Linked DNA regions of Zea mays: region 1 is linked to region 2. Evidence: chromatin contacts called from public Hi-C data. All regions are on one chromosome and are shown on one strand. The core of a region is the stretch at or near the end of the contact, and the rest is flanking DNA. Distances in the headings are between cores, read along the strand shown.

Evidence for each region. Hi-C and Micro-C count contacts between places; a contact is called where the count stands out from the background.
Region 1: a Hi-C map of ear shows a contact between it and region 2, with 2.8 times the contacts expected there. The contact joins the promoter of LOC100383330 here to the enhancer-like site in region 2. A contact is called at or near these places in 4 of 25 Hi-C or Micro-C datasets (bundle sheath, ear, leaf and 1 more).

What each region holds. Positions count from the first base shown.
Region 1 is chr10:102,341,194-102,348,359 of Zm-B73-REFERENCE-NAM-5.0, reverse strand. It overlaps LOC100383330, which reads left to right and starts at 4,442. Exons shown (of 9, transcript NM_001361998.1): 1 at 4,442-4,863. The coding sequence starts at 4,615. It also overlaps the pseudogene LOC111590416.
Region 2 is chr10:102,090,024-102,096,704 of Zm-B73-REFERENCE-NAM-5.0, reverse strand. It overlaps LOC103641501 (probable E3 ubiquitin-protein ligase HIP1), which reads right to left. Exons shown (of 7, transcript XM_020545835.3): 7 at 3,385-3,845. The coding sequence ends at 3,714. It also overlaps the pseudogene LOC103642673. Among protein-coding and RNA genes, the nearest start is that of LOC103641501, 12 kb to the right of the region's middle. Within about 2 kb of position 2,819, at least 18 of the 20 cell types and tissues checked have an H3K27ac peak or open chromatin away from gene starts, as enhancers often do. A contact at or near this core is called in ear, leaf and tassel, where this site is marked.

The DNA of each region.
Region 1 (7,166 bases), core at 3,193-5,692, 250 kb before region 2:
ATCGGACATATTTTTCAAAAAGCTGGTACAACTCCTGTAGGTTAATTAGTAAATCTTTTATGTAGTGGTTGTATAAGATGCCTGCCAAAGGCCGCTAATTGCATAGTGTATGGCTATATAGTCATCAACCGAGGGCAGTTGTGATTTTAACAGGAGAAACTTTTTGTAATATTCACGAAGGCTTTCCTTCTCTTGCTGCCTACAAAGCGAGAGTTCTGCCAACACGTCAGTTTCAGGTCTGTAACCTTGAAAGTTCAACAGAAATTTGACGCGGAGTGTCTTCCATGAATCAATTAATAATGGCGGCAACCTTGAATACCATGTGAGAGCTGCCCCCCCGAGGGCTATGATGAATGACTTGGCCATGGTGGCGTCACCCCCCCCCCCCCCGAGATGATGCGATTGTGACCTGAAACTCATGATGTACTGAGTTGGGTCTGTACTGCCATTGTACTTTGGGTAAGTGTCTGCTTTGTAATTTTGCGGCCAAGGGGAGGCATGAAGTTGTAGTGCAAGAGGGCTTTGTCATCAAGGTAATTCAACCCTTGGAAGGTAGCTGGTGCGAAGGCTGGTATTTGGGGGTGACGAGGGTTTAAGTTGAGCGCGGGGGCCTGTTGCTGGTGGCAGGGGTCTTCGCCCTGCATTTCTATGATTTGCTGCTCCAGCTCTCTGGCTTTCTGTTCTTCTTCTAGGATCATCTGCCTTACTTTGGCTTGCATGTTGGTGCACTGCTGCTTGGCCGCGAGTATCTCCTTCTATTTTTGTAGGTGATTATTTTTAGTGAGAAGTGCTCGTAACGTTAGCTGGTCTTCATCTAAGATGCCCAGGACCTCGTTGTCCTCGATGATGTCATCAGCCTCCGAGGCTGGGTGGGTTCTCTGTTCGAGGATGCTTGCTGTTGACCGCTTCGTTGTTGTTTTCGGGTGCATCTTGGGGAGCGTCGATGGTGAGGGCTGCCTTGCATTTCTTGTCAGTGAGGGACGCCTTCGTCGCGTCATCAAGAGAGGTGGTGGCCTTGGAAGTCGCTTTCTTGGGGCCATCGCGGGATTGTTTTGTCGTATCACGAACGATGGGTGGCAAATGCTGGTACCAACTAACGCGTGGTCAAGTGGGCCCAATCAGTCGGGAAAGGGGGAACTTTGATGCTCAACAGAACAGTGTGCGGGGAATTGCATCGTCTTGTTCAGCGTGTCCCATCAGTATACAGTGCTGGAATATTTATAGGTATCCGAGTAGGTGGGAATGTCGTCATAATCATAGCTATGACCTCGATTACCTGCTACAACTATGGAATATTCCCCCTTATGGGGTCATTACAGCGATGTTAAGTACAGCCTGATCAAATGCACTACAAACCCTACCCCAAGGAGGGGCTTACAAATGGACCCGAATGACAACAGAACACGGCCTGGGCCCGCTGTTGGGCGGCGTGGCCCTCGCCCGTGCGTGGTACCCTTCGCCCTGTGATGCCAGGTCTTTGACCTTGCCGGGATTGTCGTTGTTCGGAACTGTCCGAGCCGGCAGGGTTGCCTTTGCGAAATGTCAAGGAGCCCCCTTTTAAACGGTGTAGCCCTTCGCTTCAATGCCCAACGCTTGTCCTTCACCGCTCCTGGTCCACCGACACGAACCTCGCATGACCTTCATCTTCGCCGTCGACCACCGTCCTTGTGCTCCTCACCTGCACACCACGAGCCGATAGACATGTTTGCACACACATAACTCACATGTCGGGTAGTCCACGACTCAACCCGAAACGCTATCCGCTGACAGTCGCTTATCATCAAACCGAACCACAAGGGACAAATCAACCTTGTGTTCGCATTTTATTTACGATTTGAGCATTGTCTTTTGAAATATCACACTTGTGACCTCAACATTTGTGTGGAAATAAATCATGGCACATATACTATGTATTCGATTTTGGCCCTAAAATCGGGTGTGACAACTGTTATGGTTCATCGCATGAACTTCGATAAGTAACCAACATTGCCATTTAAACTAATGCCCAAAGGATCGCTAGCTCAAGAAGTGTTTTTCACTTGTCTTAACCCTTCCAACGTCAGTTCAATCTCTACTTCTAGCTCCGATTGTGGAAAAATAAGTTTCAACGACTAAAAAAACTATGAAGGATTAGGGGGCTCTTGGGCTTACCGGCGATAGGAGGGGCTCAAGCTCAACCCCTATTGTCCCACCTCTAGATTCGCTTATAGATCATTTAAACATTTTTTTAATAATTTAAATAGTAGAAAATGTGTTTTATAGGTGAGAGGTTGAATACTCGTTGATTAAGAATTACTAGTCTAATACTCGTGTGTTGCGACGGTACTCAACCATATTTGATGATATTGGTTGGGTGATTAAGCGACACTTAGGAGTCTTAATAGACCCTCCACATAAAAATACCCATAATGAATGAATTTAATGTCAAAGTGAACAAATTGTTCATATACCAGATATTGAACTGGTAAAACAAATATTACACTTGATCTTAGCCAAAAGACCGAAAATGAGTTGAAAAAGGAGCCCCTATGCCCGAATTAAATTGTAGACAATGTTTTGGCTTAGGAGTTGGGAGAGAGAAGATGGTGTAGGTCTGATGCCCTAACCAAAATCATCATTGAGATTTCATAAGTAACACATGCAAATTCATTTATGGCGATGGCTTAACAATTTTCTCCAAGTTTAGCAAGCCATAGAAAAGCATAAGTGCTCCAGCAAGATCATTCCTGAAATACCAAATACAACAAGTTTATCCTCTAATGCTTAACATTCTTACTGAAATATATACTTGCTCTTGCCTTTAGAGTATCACATTAAACAATAAAATCATTTTCCGCTTTTACAGAGCCTTTACTCATTTCCAATTGTATAGTTGGTTTCACTTAAAATTCAATGTGAAATGAATTTGGCATGAACAAAACTTTTTCATAGTTATGCTCTAGCAATGTTCCACAGTTAAATGGCTAGAAATCTGTATAAGACCTCGCCACATTTGGTGATGTGTGGAATGCACGAACTACACACTATGTTGAAGGGATTCAGAAATGAATGGAGAAAAGGAAGTGTTTTCCAAAATAACTCTCAAGAGCTTTTCTGCCATATCTTGTTCCTATCGTTGTTGGGGTTCTCGTTAAGTAAAGACCCTACAAAAAGAAGAAAAGGGCGCAAGCTCACAAGCAACAAGACGACTGTAGCACCCGGGCTAATTTTCAGTGGAAAATGTAACTACCTCTGGATGGATTAGAAACATACGTCGAACCCAAGTAGCTTAGTGACCCACTTGGCAATCCAAGGCTTCATCACGTCCAACTTGACCTTTGACGTATCCACCTACCAAGCACAAAATCGCTGAATCAGAGGAAGCCCTTGCAGACAACAGCTATATATCCCCAAAGTATTATGCGCTCGTTACAACCAAATTGAGAAACAAATAGTATGCGTGAAAGAACGAACTGGCCAGATGGTCAAGCTCGGACGGGAACTTCTGTGTCTTGAGCAGCTTGGCTTGCTTATTTGAGAAGTTTGTGTCCTTGTATGTGGACGTCCCCTGCGAAAAACACGACAATTAGAGCGGTCTCTACAATAATAGACCCGACGAGAACAACAGTGACCAAATGAAGCGCACACTAGGTAGATCTACCGTTGATGCCATGTTGCCCATGGGATGGGAGGAGCGGAGCAGAGCTCGCGCTGAAGCGGAAGACGAGTGAGCTAAGAGACGGGGTCCTGGTCCCTAGGGGCGACGCGGAGGTTCAGAGTTAGCTGGACTCGATGCAACTTTTATCACCTAGTGAACATCCTTATTTGAAGGCGAGCGCTCTAATCCTCCTCGCCGATGGCGGTGCAACGACGGAAGAAGCGGACGAAGGTTGTTGCGAAATGGATGGGGTTTGTTGCTAGAGCGGCAGCTACGAGAACGCTAACATATAAGAATAAAATATATGTATAAAATTTGATGCTAATATTTTCTTGTGCTATCAAGCACATTGTATTACATATATGAATGAAATTTTGCATAAATTGTTTTATACATTATTTGCTCCCTACAACAAAAAGATACAAAAATGTATCCGTATCCATATTCAAATGCTAACCGAATTTTATATCTACCATCTGATAAGATATATGATAAATTTAAAGTTTATTTTATATAAATTTTTACAATCTTAATGTTAAAAATCAGAATATTAATTTGCAAAGCAGATTCTATATCATATCTATTCACTATAAAAAAAAGTCCAAAATAAATGTATCCGAATAGGTACCGTTTTCATTACTCAATTATACGGCGTACTGTTTTTTTCATGGAAACTAGACTAGAGAAACCAGCAACGAAGCACTGTTCCTGAAGGTAATTTCACTCCTATCTCCGGCTTTCCCGGCGCCGAATCCTAGTCCTAGCGATGCCAAGATTTCCATTCCCTCCCGCCCCTCTAAACCCAGAGCCTAAAACCCCGGAAACCCTAACCCTAGAGAAAAAAGGGCGCCGCCACCCACCCTGGCCACCGGGGCGCGCTCATTTGTTCCCCGCCCCTTTTGCAGGTGGTTTCGTTCAAACCCAATCTATTTTTTCGCGAGCGCGCGCGTGCGGCGTTGTGAGAGGAGGCGAAGAAGATGGCTCCATTCGGCGACGGCGGTGTCGGCTGTGGCGATGGAGGGGAGGCGCTGCGTGGGTGGGACCCTCTGCGCAGTGGCAGCGCGCCGCCAACGATGGAGGGCGCGGCGGCGGCAGCGGCGGCGGCGGAGAGGAGGGTATTTGGCGGCGGCGGTGACGGCGCGTCGTTCTTCTCCGGGATCGACGGGCTCATGTTTGGCGCGAGGATGGACGAGGTCAGCAGGTGCCGCGGTGCCGCCGGAGCTCAGGTGAGGGTGTTGCTGATCTTGAGTTCGTCGATGGTTTTGGTTTCTTTGGTCCGTAAGGTTGGGTTTTGCCATTGCCATTTTTCCGTCGATGGGCCTCTGAGGATTAGAGATGCATCTCACTGGTCACGGTTGCTACTGGGAGTAGTTTGATGTTCTTCTGTTCTTTTCGGTGGTTGGTTTGGGATTTGCATTTTAGCCCTTTTATTAAATAGATAGATGATTAAGGTTTCTACGTGCAAGGAAGTTGGCAGAAACGACGAAGTTACCATCTTTAGTGTTTGGTTTTCAATGCTAAACAGTAGTGTTTCATGAGTGTCATTCTGTAGGTTCTTGGAGGTGTTTATATTTGTCTTTTATTTATAGATTAGGTAGTTACTTGGATGCCAGGTCGGATGTGTTCTTCTAAATGAGAGATTCTGATATTTGCCATCAGCAAGAAACATGTTTGTAAAATTGCCATCAGGCCCACATTTCATAGACCCAGCTGGACCCACAATTCATAGATACAGTGGTAATTATAACAAGAAGACAACATTGTGAGTGGCAAAAATCCATGTGTGATTTTGCTTAAAATATTTGAATTTGCCACATGTTCTTGTCTAGACACAAGTTATCCTAAGTATATGCTATATATATTGGGAGCCGCTTACTGCTAATGATGTTTGCTGTTATCTAGTTCCTCAACACTTGAACTACGCATTCTTGTCCATTTGCCATGTCCAGACCATAAGGTTAGGGACGTAAACCGTTGGGAAAAACCCTGTTCCGTACCGATTTTTATATTTACCCCACTCGGATTCGTATTTTCAGACAAATGTGAAAACGGTATGAAAAAGGATTGAAAAAAACGAAAACAGAATGAAAACAGTTTAGGCCATATCTTGATCGTTTTCGTTTATCCCGCATTAATACAGCATCGTACCGTATTCAAATATGGTATATCCCGTTTTGACATTGTTAGTCAGCTCACTGCCCTGCCCATAAGTGTATCCGGTATTTCTGTATGCAAAATTGTATCTCATATTTCTGTATATAAAATTATAGTATGACAAGGACATAGAGAGGAAGGACTTGGTGCAGGATGACTTTTAGCTTGAGTACTATGTTTCGTGTGGTTGACTTTGGTGAACTACCAGTGTGCTTGTGCAATTATGTGTCTACTTAATTAATTGCACTATATTGACTTATTACATGTTTTCATAGACCTATTATGAATTTATGTACTTATGTTACTCATATTAATATATTATTATTATATAGTTGCTGTTCATTGATGAGATTACGTATGATATGGATGGTGTTTTCGTTTACTTTTCGATTTTTGACCGTTACCGATGCATTTCTGTTCGGAATAGTTCATTTTCGTCATCCCGCACATCCCGTGTCCGATAATTCTGAACCCTAATCTGTTTACGAATTAAAATGTAAAAGTTAAGACGATAAAGGTTTATCCTGACCGATTCCGTTCGTTCACATCCCTACATCTGATAGAATGGCTTTCTTGGATAACTCATGAAGATACATAATTTGAGGGAAATTCTTTTCCTCTTTTCCTTGTTGCACTTTTTCATCTATTTATACAATTAAGGTTCGTAAAATCTGGTTTTATTTTAGCAGATGCCTGTTTCTATCTTCATTTTTAGAGAGATTATTTTACATGTCAAATATAATTTGACGATTGGATTCAATTCATATTTGCTCAGAACTGAACTTGTTCTACATGCATCTTTTCTTATTTGTTCTGGTGCCCATGGTTTTTAAAGCGGTAAGGCGGTCCAAGGCGTTGGAGCACCGCCTGGACGCCTAGGCGGCGCCTAGGCGTTAGACCACTGCCCGGACGCCTAGGCGACGCCTTAAGAACAGTGCTGGTGCCACTATATTCAGGGGCCTAGCTTGGAATAGGACAATGACGATGCTTAATAATGAAATATTAGATGTAAACCATACTTTAGGGCTTGTTAATCATGGTAATACACATCAATCAAGATACTGTACATATAGGGCTAAAAGGGGTAACATGGGCAGCGGATGTGGTGGGTTGGAGCGGTGGGGGGGGGGGGGGGTTTGCAGCCCAGGCAGCATCACCCTGTATCCTATCCTTGGTTCTGCTGCTGGTATTCACTGTTATGTTTGCATGCTTAATGATTTAAAGTGTACCATTTGTTTTTGTAAAACCTCTTATCTTTAAGATTGTTTCACAGTTCTTTTGTTTAACTTTGATGTTTTCATTTTTGCCAACTGTTGGAAGAAAATGTCTTATTCTTGTTTATCTAATATACTTCATAGAAGGGACAACTTCATTT
Region 2 (6,681 bases), core at 1,570-4,069:
ACATGTCATGATATCATATGTAGATAAAAATTTAAGAATGTTTCAAGAAAGTTGTGACGCAAAAATGATATTCATGTTATTTAGCACAAGTTACGACCAATTTCAGGAACAGACCGGAATCTTCGAGCACCATGCTTACTAAACATGACCGTAAACTTGAGAATATTTCAAGAATGTTTTAGGGTCATAGCACTCGACAGACAAGGGACATCTCGGCACCGGTAAAGCTTCTTTACCGAGTGCCCTGACCCTGGCACTCAAAAAAGAAACTGACAAAGGGCCCCACTGGTGGCCCCTTTGCTGAGTGTAGGCTGGCGGACACTCGGCAAAGAGGTAATCTCCTTGCCAAGTGTATTAGGTGACACTCGGCAAAGGCGTCGTCTCCTTTACCAGTCGCCGTGACGACGGCTTTTCTTTGCCAAGTAACTAGTGACACTCGGCAAAGTCTTTGTCGAGTGCCCGATAAAAAGTACTCGGCAAAGAAGTCGTTGCTGATGTACTGTTCGTCGAGCTCTCTTTACCGAGTGTCACACTCGGCAAAGACTTCGCTGAGTGTTTTCCAGGCTTTGCCGAGTGCCTCAAAGAGCCTGATTCTGGTAGTGCAGGCGGCACGTACCCGAAAGGCAGCCGGCAGGGCGGTGATGTGTGCCTTGCCGATGCGGTCCTGGCCGATGTGGTGATGTGCGCCTGGCCGACCGCTCGCCTGGACACTCGCCTATGCCTGGCTGCCCGCGACAACCGACCGCGTGCGATGGCTCCCGCCTGCTAAGATCTGCCGCCAAGATAAGTATGAGAGGGGGTAGATAAGGATAAAGTTGGGAGGCAACGCAAGAGCTCTTTTTTCAGTTGCATGCTTTTTTTTGAGACCGTAGGAGGGGCGAAGGTGTACCGTCCACTGATTTTTTTTTTTACCTCATCGCCACCGAAAATTGATCTGGTGTTTATCATGTATCCTTTATTCAAACATCATAGAAATATAGTCGTCTCCTTCCATCCTTACTTGACCAAACATATCCTAAGTAGCAGCAATTACCGCTAACATCGAGCAGCCGATGAAAGAACGAGTGATTGCCTAGCCAACTTGATCGTCGCGGAAATGGCACAAGATCATAGGTGCTCCACGCGCTGGACGCAACACGGTAGTGATCACCGGCATGGGCTTCTTCAGTGCCGGCCCTGGAGGGGGCGAGCAGGGCGGCCACCCTGGCCCCCGGTTCCAAGGGCCCCACTGCGGTATATCATATGCGTCCTTAGAGTATGAGTTTGATGTCTGGTGGTGCGATTCCGACGACGAAAACAAGACCAAACGGCGAATCAGTATATTGCATCATGATTTGCTAATTGGTGAAAGTTTGATTTTATTGACTATTTGTGAGTGCCACTTAATGGGTATAATTTTTAATTTATTTAATTTTGGTGTACCAAAAGAGCATCACCAAGAAGGATCTTAAATATGGTTATATTTTACAAGATAGGACTGTGATACCAAAACATTGCTCCAACATAGGTTCTATTTTACAAAAAAAACATTAAATAATTATAGGACTCTGTCTCTCGGATCCCAAATATAAAACCTTATTGTGGAGCTCTATCCTTATTTTGTATACTATTTTTAATTTTTTATTTCCTAAATAATTGATCTTTTCTAATAACATGATATGGGACTCAACTGTTGGTTTAAATTCACAATCATTTTTTAAAATTTGCAGCATATATATAATCATGAAATCTAGAAGGACCCTCAATTTGTATCTTGCTCCGGGCCCCTGATTTCTCAGTACCGCCGCTGGGCTTCTTCACCGACGCCTATGTCTCTTCTCCGATCTCCCTCGTCACCAAGCTCCTTGGCCGCATCTACTTGCTTCGACCCTCGGTTCGTTCCCGCCCAACGTCTCCGCCGCAACCAACGACGTCGCGTTCTGCGGCACGCTCGCCGGGCAGCTCTTCTTCGGCTAGCTCGGCGACAAGATGGACCACAAGGTGTACGGCGTGACGCTGATGCTCATGGTCTGCCTCGCATCCGGCCTCTTGTTCGGGTCCACACCCAAGGGCGCCATGGCCATGCTCTGCTTCTGCTTCTTGCTCGGTTTAGGCATCGGCGGCGACTACCTGCTGTCCGCGACCATCATGTTCATGTCCGAGTACGCCAACAAGTGGAGTAGTGGACGCGTGGCGCCTTCATCCCGGCCGATTTCGCCATACAGGGCTTCGGCAACCTCACCGGTGGCATCGTCTCCATTCATGTTCAGCACCGTGTCCCGGTGCTACTCGCCCAAACGGTCCACCCGGTTCGGTTCAGGCCCAGTGAAGCTCGACCTGTTTTGGGCGCGGTCCGTCAAGCACGGTTAGAAAACCGGGCCAGACCGTCTAAGCCCGTGGGTTCAATTTTCTGCCTGAGCCTAGCCCGCAGCAGGCTAATCGGGCCGAGCCGGTCCGTTTAGCACGGAGAAAACGGGCCGAAAAACGGCTAAGTGGTCCAGTAAGTACGTTTTAGTGAAAAAAAAACGGATTTAAAGGTAAACAGGTTATGTCGAGCTAGCCCACCGTGCTTAGTTTCATGTCCGAGTCTGGCCCACTTATTCATGCCAGGCTCGAATCAGACTTAAATAGTGGGCTTCGTGCCGAACTCATGGGCCTCATACTTATTGGCCATCTATAACTAGCACTGCCGCATGAAGATGCCCGAGACGGCACGGTACGACATGTCGCGTGTGCTCAACGTTGCCAAGGAGCAGCAAAAGGCGAGGAAGCGCTGCCGCGAGGAGTACGGGCTCTTGTCCTAGCAGTTCGCCAACCGGCATGGCCTGCACCTGCTGAGCACGAAGGTGTGCTGGTTCATGCGCTGGACATCACCTGGCGGTGGACGACGCCCGGTACAACGTTGGCTCCATCTCGTCATGAACGATTTCACCTTCTTCGCCAACTTCGGGCCCAGCTCCACCACCTTTACCATGCCAGCAGGGATCTTTGCTGAAAGGCGGCTGCAGACAAGTCTGTTGCCGGATGGAATGTCATCGGCTTCATATTCCCGTTCCTCGTGGCGGAGTCCAAGGGGTAGAGGAGATCTCCGGCGAGATCGAGGACAGCAGCACCTGCCAGCGCAACCAGCGGTGTGCCGACAGATTTGAATGAATAAACAAGGGTCCTACTTGTACTTCCGTAAAGCTGTGTATCAGGACCACTATTATTATATTTATGGAACAAGAAACGAGCACATTTCTGGGTACAAAATGATGCACCTTATGCTTACAGTGCACAGTAGACAATGGTTTCCTCCTGCTACGAAACGAGTTACACTACCAAGGAACCCAAGACCAAAGGGGTAAAATACAGAATCAAGGTGAAGGGACTACAACTTGCTAGCCTCACCCCCAAATCAAGCAATAAAAAAACACAGATGATTAGCGATTAATGATGATAGCAGGTATTGCTGATTGCCCAAGTAAATCGAATGTCATTCAATAAATTATAAATCCCAAATCTAGGTTTAAACAAAACAAGGATGAAACTCCGGGGTCTACAGCCATTGGCTTCAGGTAAGTGCCATGTACCACCTATAGTATAAATTCCCACATGTGTGTTGATAATGGGAAGGTGTAACATGCTTGTAACCAGTTGCTAGTCTTTGGGTGCATGGTGTGGTTAGATGACAACCACTTGCCCTTAGTGCCGGCTACCGGATTTTCCCTAGGGAGGGAAAATGCAGCCATGTCTTAGGCGTCCAGTGCTGTTTTCTTGCAGATTGGGCACACATTTTTTATAACCAGCCATTGTTTGATGCATGCGGTGTGGAAGTCGTGACCACAGTCCAGTCTGCCCAAGTCCTCGCCTTCCGCGTAGTCTTCCTGTAATGTTCAAGGTCAACAAAGTTCAGTAGTGCCAATGAGCTACCATTGATGTCTGGAATTACATCAGTAGAATCAATAAAGAGATTGGGAAAAAACAATAAACCCGTTCTAAGCAAGAGCACCAAACAAAACAAGAGATGCTCCCAAAACAATTATTATAGTAACGCCTAAACTTTGACAAGAGTATCGCAGCCACAGACATATAAAAGACAGGCTGCAACATGCAACCACACATCATCCCATTAACAATTAAAAAGAAAGACAGGCCAACGCTTCTGCGGACACTCAACACACAGCAGGGACCACCTTCCAAGCATGGTTATTAAAACGACGTTTAAACGTCATCAAAACGCTGTTAGGGCTGTTAAATGTTGGAATGTTTTAAAATTGGTCGTAAAACATCGTTTTATGACGTTTAAACGTAGTGTTTTAGCGTTTAAACGCTATTTGCAGTGGAACGTCGCGTCGTTTTATCCCTAGCCTGTGACATTTGGCCCGGCCCGGTCTTAGAAATTGAGCCCAACGGCCCATCTCAGTCTCTCGCCACTCCCAAAAGTCTGCTCAGTTTCCAGCCGTCGCAGCGCCTCCAGAGTCCAGAGTCCAGTACGCAAGGCCTACAGTCGTCGCCTGACGCCTGGTGCCTGGCCGCCATCGCCTGGTGCTCAGCCTCGTCGTCGGCTCAGCTCCACCTCACACTAGGGCAAGGTCTGCACAACGCACGCGCCGCTGGCTCAGGAAGCTCCGCCCTGACACACACGCCACCGGCTCAGGAAGCACGCGCCTGCACCGATCCGGGCCGACGGCCAACCGACGTATGCTGCTCGTCTGGTATGTGCCCCCAATGCTCCTCTGGTATGAGTCGTCTTCTGCTCCCGTAGTTCTCTGCAAGCTATGGCAACTTGACCTCTCATCCAGGTGTCCGTAATTCTCTGCTCCCATAGTTCTCAGCACAGATGAAACTTGCTCCCGTAGTTCTCTGCAGCCTAGGTGTTCGACAGCATAGGCCGTAAAAGCACAATCTTCATTGTTGCTGGCATGATTAAACTTAACATGGTTAATCTGTGTATTGGACAGTGGACAGCACAATCTTGTTGCTGGCTTGATGTGTTCTGAACATATGCATTTCATTATTTGCAGAAGCAGGGATAAGAGGGGAAATGGCTGATTTTAGCACGGAAGCATCTGCAGCTGGTTCTCAAATACAAAGTGATGGATATGATCCACTGAAAGTTCCAAAAAGGAAGCCCAAATCTGATGATCCAGGCTGGAAGTATTATTATTATGTAGAGCCTGGCAAGCGAGAGTTGATCCAATGTGCCCTTTGCCCAAGGCAGATTAAAGGAGGAATCTTGAGAGTGAAGAAAAATCTTGTGAGTGGATACAAAGATATCCTCAACTGTCCCAATACCACAACTGCAATTGCTAGAGTTAAAGGAGGCTTTGGATGAAGGAAAAAGGGATTAGACCAAAAGGACAGTACTTTGATGAAGCTGAATCAAATGAGAACGAAAATGATGATGTTGTAGAAATAATTGGGTCATCATCTAGAGAACAGAATTATCAAGCAAGCCATTAACGTTGGGGCAACAAAGAAGCCCACTACAACTTTGCTCTGACGTACACCCCAAGAGATTGTAGCGGAAAGGTATGCCAAGGGGGCAACTCAAAGAACCATCAGTGCTGCAATGAAGCCTAAAGAAAAAGGAGAAGCTGTTTGTATGAAGATAGCCAAGTTTTTTGAGTGTGGCATACCCTTCAATGCTGCCAACTCAAGACAGTTTGAGGTAGCTGTAGAGGCCATTGCACAGTATGGTACGGGGTTCAAACCCCCTAGTTTCCATGAGCCATGAGAACCATTGCTTGTGAAGGCTGTCAAAGAGATAGATGGTGAGAAGAAGCATGAGGATGCATGGAGTCAATATGGCTGCACCCTCATGTCAGATGGATGGACAGACAGAAGGGGTCGACATTTGATCAACTTCCTAGTTAACAGCCCTAAAGGTACATTCTTTTTAGAATCAGTGGATGCATCGATGAGTCTCATGATGTGATGATGCTTGCAGAACTACTAGATATAAGACATTGAGCAGATTGGAAGGGATAAGGTCATACAGGTCGTAGCTGACAATGGTGCTAACTACAAGGCTGCAGGGCGCATTCTGGTTCAGACCACTCCTACCTTGTTTTGGACCCTTGTGCTGCTCACTGCTTAGACTTTATGCTGGAGGCCATAGAAAAACTGAAGGATTTTAAGAAGCCTATTGCACGTGTCTGTCATGTCACAACATTCATATATAGACATAGGAGAATTCTAAGTGAGATGAGGGTGCATACAAAAGGTATGGATCTTGTGAGGCCTGCTGCTACTAAATTTGCTACTGCATTCCTCACCTTGAGGAGTTTACATAAGCACAAGGATCGATTGAGAGCATTGTTTTCTGGTGATGTTTTCACTCGCTCCAAAGTAGCTAAAACAGAAGCAGGGAAAAAAGTATGACATTGTTTTCTCAACAGAGTTGGCATTCGGTTGAGGACTGCCTTAAAGCTTCTTTACCACTACTTGTTGTGCTTAGATTGGTTGATGGTGATGAGAAGCCAGCCATGCCTAAAGTGGCAGCAGCTATGAAGATAGCAAAGCAAAAGATTACTTCATCATTCTCTATTCAAAGCAAGAAAGCTTGTCTAAACCGCATCATGAAAATTGTTGACAGTCGTTGGGTGAAACAAATGGATACTCCGTTGTATGGAGCAGCACTCTACTTGAACCCTGGAAAATTCTAGAGCTAAGGGGTTGCTTCAATTATGTACTTGTTCAAATGGTGGTAGATGAGGA